Regions from separate parts of the Pan troglodytes genome. Here region 1 is linked to region 2. A link is a contact called in public Hi-C data. All regions are on one chromosome and are shown on one strand. The core of a region is the stretch at or near the end of the contact, and the rest is flanking DNA. Distances in the headings are between cores, read along the strand shown.

The links. Hi-C and Micro-C count contacts between places; a contact is called where the count stands out from the background.
Region 1: a Hi-C map of stem cell-derived neural progenitor cells shows a contact between it and region 2, with 4 times the contacts expected there. The contact joins the promoter of PIK3C2A here to the enhancer-like site in region 2. A contact is called at or near these places in 1 of 7 Hi-C or Micro-C datasets (stem cell-derived neural progenitor cells) and 1 of 1 datasets of contacts at active chromatin or transcription factors (stem cell-derived excitatory neurons).

The regions. Positions count from the first base shown.
Region 1 is chr9:21,267,787-21,270,917 of NHGRI_mPanTro3-v2.0_pri, reverse strand. PIK3C2A (phosphatidylinositol-4-phosphate 3-kinase catalytic subunit type 2 alpha) reads left to right here and starts at 1,797. Exons shown (of 32, transcript XR_010147498.1): 1 at 1,797-1,963.
Region 2 is chr9:21,031,740-21,034,734 of NHGRI_mPanTro3-v2.0_pri, reverse strand. All of the region lies in intron 3 of PLEKHA7 (pleckstrin homology domain containing A7), which reads left to right. Among named protein-coding and RNA genes, the nearest start is that of PLEKHA7, 80 kb to the left of the region's middle. Within about 2 kb of position 1,529, at least 6 of the 24 cell types and tissues checked have an H3K27ac peak or open chromatin away from gene starts, as enhancers often do. A contact at or near this core is called in stem cell-derived neural progenitor cells, where this site is marked.

The DNA of each region.
Region 1 (3,131 bases), core at 548-3,047, 240 kb before region 2:
CCCTCTGCTGCTGGGACTCAGGGGAAATACATTTCATTAAAAAAAAAAAATTAGAAGAAAAAATTAGAAGAAAAAATCCAGTCTGTCTCACTGGATCAAAAAAAAAAAGAAAGGAAGAAAGAGAGAGAGGGAGAGAGGAATAAAGAAAGAGAAAGAAAGAAAAAGAAAAGAAAGAAAGAAAGAAAAGAAAGAAAGAAAGAGAACAAAAGAAAAAAAAAAAAGACAAATAGTTACTCTTTCCTGAAGACTCAGTGTTCTCCCAAGGCCTCTTCCTTCTTTCCTGAAGGCACACTCAGATCTGGAGCAGAAGCTAGGAAGCTACCCTGAGATAAATCACTTTCCCCACCCTTTTTAATCTTGTGAAAGAGCTGCTGCCAATTTTAGAAATTCCTCCTTTGATCAGAAGATAAAGCAGAACAATGCTGCGGAACTAAGTTGATTTCTAAGGGACATTCTTCTAGAGTGTGTAGCCTGCCTGGAAGTGTGTGTGCATAGAGGAGGGGCGGGGTTGGGGGAAAGATAGGAGTTGGAAGGGGGCGGGGGTGTACAACAGCCGGTAGCTACAGCCATAAGAAATAATCACATTTGTTTCTAGAATTCCCCATAGAATAGAAACTCCATCCAATTTTACCATCCCTGCGGAGGTGCAGGCATGTTTATTACAGCGCTATGAGGGATTCATCCACTCTACATTCCCCATTGCCCTAGCCCCCTTTCGCCAACCCCCGTCCCTGCCAAATCAGACCAATTTCTTTCTTTCCCGTTATTTGCTGAAAGTTCAACTTCTCTTAGAGCCTTCTAATTATGCGTATATCATATAGGCTGATAATTTTTAGTTTAGGCTGAGAAATGCAGCCTAAATCAGTCTGCCACATCAGACTGTGAACGTCTGGATGGTGTGGACCCCCTTCTCCTACTGCTTAAAAGACAATCTTGTTGTAAAACGCTATGGAATCGTTCCTCTCCCCTTAACATCTTTGTGCCCCAGAAGCCCCATCTGTAAATGGGGATAATTTTCCTATATCTTCCCATGGTTATGTAATTTTTAAATCTAACACGTGAGGACCAAACGCTTTACAAGCATAATCTCATTAAATTCTCAATAAGAATATATTATTATGGAGGTTGCATGTGAAAATACTTTGTAATGTAGAAAGAGCCGTCTGGCTGTGAGTTATTATCAGGGGGTTATCTTCCTTACCTGGCTGTTGTGAGGATGAAACGAGACGCCGACCTGAAAGCGTTTTACGTGCTATCAAGCATTTTACAGAAACCACGTGATAGGCTACTAATTACCCACCGTATACCACCTGACCCACCGTGAGGCCTCGGTAAATACTGGTTGGAGTGGACGAGTTTAAGTCTTGCCTGTTCCTTTCAGTCTTCCAATCACAAAGTAATCTCGACGCCGCCAGGGGCCAAGACACAAACCTGGGAACCTCAGCCTAGATGGAGGAGGGTGTGTGGTCCCGGGAGAGGGGATGAGAACAATAGGGTACTTCAGTGCCCGGGCCCTGTTTAGCGCGTCTTCGGACTCAGGGCCCGAGGGGCGGCCAGCTGGGGTGTCCGGAGAGCTCCCCTCCCCAGGTCTGGGGTGTGCACGGAGAGGCGTCCAGAGCCTGCTCAGCATTCCTCGGGAGAGAGCCAGACCCTGGTCCCCCGGGCCCGTGCGCCCCAGCGCCCCAGCGCCCCAGCGCCCCAGCTCCCTTGCTCACGCCACTCGGGAAGCGTCCACGCCCCGCCCGCCAGCTCAGGTAGGCCGTCCGCGCCAGCCAATTCGCAACAAGCCCGGGCGGGGAAGGCGGTGCTTCCCTGTCCGGAAGTGACGTGCTGCGCTTGGCTGGCTGTGGAGTCGGCCGAAGCTTTCGGCGGCGGCTGAGCCAGCTGAGGGGAAAAATGGCTCGGACTGTGGCGGCTTCGGCGGCTCAGGTTGTGGTAGAGGCGGAGGCTCAGGCAGCTTGAGGTGAGGAGCGGTCGGTGCGGCTGGGGACGATATTCGGGGTCCTGCTCTGCAAGGGTGGAGAGGGGCCCCGGGGTTCCCGGGCTGGAAGGGTCTCTTGTCGCGGCCCCCAGTGCCTTGGGTGCCCGCGTCTGACCCTCCATCCCGTGCTCTTGGCGTTGCCCAGCCCGACTCTCCCCTCCCTCCGGGCCTTGCTTCCACCCAGGCCGTGAGCAAGTGCTGCGCTGGAGGTGCGAGGAGCCCGCGTCCCCACCAGGCCCCTCTTCTCGGGAGCGGAGGTGCGCCAGGGAGTTAGTTTTGTCCCACAGAAGGAGGGCAGGCCCCCCGGCCCGCCGGCCCCCCTCCCCCGCCTTGTCCTGCGGGACCGGGCTGGAGCCGCAGTGGCCGGTCCTATTTTCTTGGCAGATTGTTAGTTCTGGCGAGTGTGTGTGTTGCACTTCTCAGTGACGGCCCCTTCTTTCACCTCCTGTCCCATCTCTGGCTCTGGGGGCCAAGGATACTTTTTCTTCTCCCCGGACCCCCCCACTCCCACCGCGTTGCCTTTAGCCGCGAATCCACTTGCTTTGGGAAGACTATTCTTTCAGTGTGTATTTAGCGCATCATCCTTCTGAGAGAGCGGTCAGATTAAAAAATACTAGCTTAACTCTTCCTGAGTGACGGAGGAATCATAAATAATTGAAGAAAAAGGCACATACTTATTTTCCTCACTGAATTTCTGGCTTTAAAAACGACATTCTCTAGCTGTGGAATTATTTTTTGGGGGAGGAGGGATTGAGGAGGGAAATGAGGAAGGAGAAACTAAGGAAAAAAGTCTGGACATAACGTGGAAGAGAGAGCCTGTTGTAGTTCTTTTCCTATACTGGCCCGATAGAAATTGAGGTTATAATTATATTCTTATTTTGAACAGTGGGGGTTTGAATTAAGTGAAACGAAGGAGGCCTGCCTCTTTGAACAAGATTAGTTATTAAAGAAATGTCCTGAAATCTTTCCTGGTGGGTTTCAGGCAGGAAAGCTCTGTTGGGAAAATTTTTAAATCTATTGTAGCATCAAAGGCCACAGCATATAAGAGATGCAAGAAGAAGAAAGCTGTTTGTAGGGGAATGGTGAAGACATAGTAGAAAGAGGGAAGGCTGCACAGAAGTCCAGGAACTAATTCCAGGAGAGACTTTGT
Region 2 (2,995 bases), core at 280-2,779:
CCACCGCGCCCAGCCATATTTGCTTTTCTTTTCTTTCTTTTTTTTTTTTTTAGGTGGAGTCTCGCTCTCTCGCTCAGGCTGGAGTGCAGTGGTGCGATCTCAGCTCACTGCAACCTCCACCTCCCTGGTTCAAGTGATTCTCCTACCTCAGCCTCCTGAGTAGCTGGGATTACAGGTGCCTCTCACCATGCCTGGCTAATTTTCGTTATTTTTAGTAGAGATGGAGTTTTGCCATGTTGGCCAGGCTGGTCTCGAACTCCTGACCTCAGGTGATCTGCCCGCCTTGCCCTCCCAAAGTATGAGGATTGCAGGTGTGAGCCACCACACCCAGCCTCTATTTTTAATTTTTTGAGGAGCCTCTATACCATTTTCCATAATGGCTGTACGAATTTACATTCCCACCAACAGTGTACAAGGTTCCCTTTTCTCCACATCCTCACCAATACTTATCTTTCATCTTTTTGATAATGGCCTCCTAACATGTGTGAGGTGATACTTTCAGGTGTGATTGTACAACCCAGTAGCTGAGAAAACAGTAGCCTAGTCAGTGGTCATGAAAGGTGTTTAAAAATGCCAGGTCCTGTGGGGCCCAGGCCTCTGTATTCTTTATAGGTTCCCAGGGGGTGCTGGCGCAGCTGCGTTTTGGAACCAGCAGCCCAGATGACCCAATCACTTTACCCTTTCACCTGGGGATTAGGGGCCTGCAAACTCCAAAGTTGGAATGAGAGTTTTTAAACTTGAAAATGTCTCCTTCTTCTTCCACTTTGATCAGTGGAGAGGAAAATACCTTACCGAGCAGAATGGTGGCCGAGGGAGTGTTTCCCCTAGGTTGTCTCTGTGGGGGAGGGGGTGTTGCTGGAGCCCGAGTCTAACAGAGTCTAACAGAAAGCTCATTAAGACCCACAGCAAGTTGAGGCCTGTCAGTAATGAGTACTTTTATGCTGTTTTCTACAGAAATTTCGCTTCAAAACCTAGAGCCTTCAGATATCCTGATTTGCCATTCTAATTAGGTACTGAAGGAGGGCTTTGTGGGCAGGTTTGTGGCATCCTCTGTGCATACTGATTTTGCAAACCTCTTGGGAAACACTTAAAGTGAAATTCTTTGAACACATCAAAAAAGTCAGCATAAACAAACTAAAATCCCTGTGATTCCCAAACCCTAAAAATATTCTGTGACCAATTTCAAAGTCCCCCCCTCCCCTCCACTTTAAGGTTGGTATAATCCTGCCTGGTCATAGGGAGTGAGAAAGGAGGGTTTCACACGTTCGTTCGGGGAGAGGTCCCAGGGTTGAGGGTTCTGGTGGGTGGGGTGTCCAGTCCTCTTTAGGGCAGGTTATCCAGTGTCTAGATTGTTTGGGAGAAGGTGCTGGGAGAAAGGCCAGAAGCCTCAGCCTCAGGCTGGCTGGACATGGGCTGGCATGGACGCCATCTCTCCTGGCCAGCATTGCCCACCTTTAGGTCTCTAGCAGGAAGAGCCCAGGAGCTAGAAGCAGAAGCACCCAGACGGGGAAAGATCATGGGTGGCGCCACAGCAGGCTCCTGCTGCCCCCATGAGGAGAGGTTGGGAAAGTGAGTGGCTTCCCACTAAGTGAGGAGGAAACGACAGTGGAGGGCATCTTGCCTGTTTGTGTCTGTGGCTCCCTCATGAGCAGACTGGGATTTTGAGGCTGGGAATGTGTTATATCTTAAAAGCAAAGCAAAGAGCACCGGTTACCTAGATGGGAAGGCAGAGCAGCAGTGTCCTTTGAGGCCAGAGAGTGAAAGTATGAGACTTTGTAGGACTTTTGTTCTTAATCAGGTCCCTAGTGGGCCCACTTCTTAGGCCCAGATCCCTGATGCCTTTGAAACTGCCATTTAATATGGCATTACTGCCTCCCAGCATTGGGACTCCTTCCCTTCAGATCTGCTAAGGACCTCCTAACTACTCCCTTCCCCTCATGTCCCCTCACCACCCCTCACCTCCAGAGAGTGCCAGATATTCCTGGATCAAAGTTTTTATCCTGCCCCTGCTTAGAAACTTCATGGAGCTTCTATTTACCTGGCTGATAAAATCCAGTGATCTAGCCCTCCTTCTCTGCCCTTCAGGCTTTCATCCATCTGTCCATCTGTCCATCTATCCATCATCCCTTACCAAGCACCACAGGACTTTGTGAAGAGGTATTGTCCTTAAGGAACTCTCAGTCTTTTGGGGAAGGCAGACAACAGTCAATTACAGGGGTTGTGAAATCACAGAGGAGGGACACCTGTGTGAAGGGTGGGCCAACACAGTAAACACACTATTACTGGCTAGTAGAATACACTAGATGCCAGAAAGAAACCAGTATTAGTATTAGGAGGAATAATGATCATGAAGCTTTTGCATTATATAGACCTACTTCAAATTAACCTTGATTAAAATATTAACTCTTTTGGGGCCGGGCATGGTGGCTCACACTTGTTATTCCAGCACTTTGGGAAGCTGAGGTTGGTGAATCACTTAAGGTCAGGAGTTTGAGGCCAGCCTGGCCAACATGGTGAAACCCCAACTCTACTAAAAATACAAAAATTAGCTGGGCATGGTGGCACATGCTTGTAATGCAGCTACTCGGGAGGCTGAGGCAGGAGAATTGCTTGAACCCGGGAGGCAGAAGTTGCAGTGAGTAGAGGTGGTGCCACTGCACTTGAGCCTGGGTGAAGGGGAAAAAAAAAATGAACTCCTCTGATCCTTAAAGTTCTTATCTGTGAGTTGGTTAAGGCATAACAATAACATGAACTTCATAAGATTGTTGTTAAGGATTAACAATCATTAATGAGATAATGTATATTTGTGAAACATAGTAAATGCTTAATAAATATTGGTTATTAACGTTATTATCAGACAGAGAAGAAATTTTCTCCAGGATTCTTGGAGCAAAGTCACTGAAATTACAGAGAAAAACATCTCCAACAATTTGCTCAGCATGAATTCAACAAGTCTTACTAACCTGTCTGTTATAACGTACCTCACATACACAGA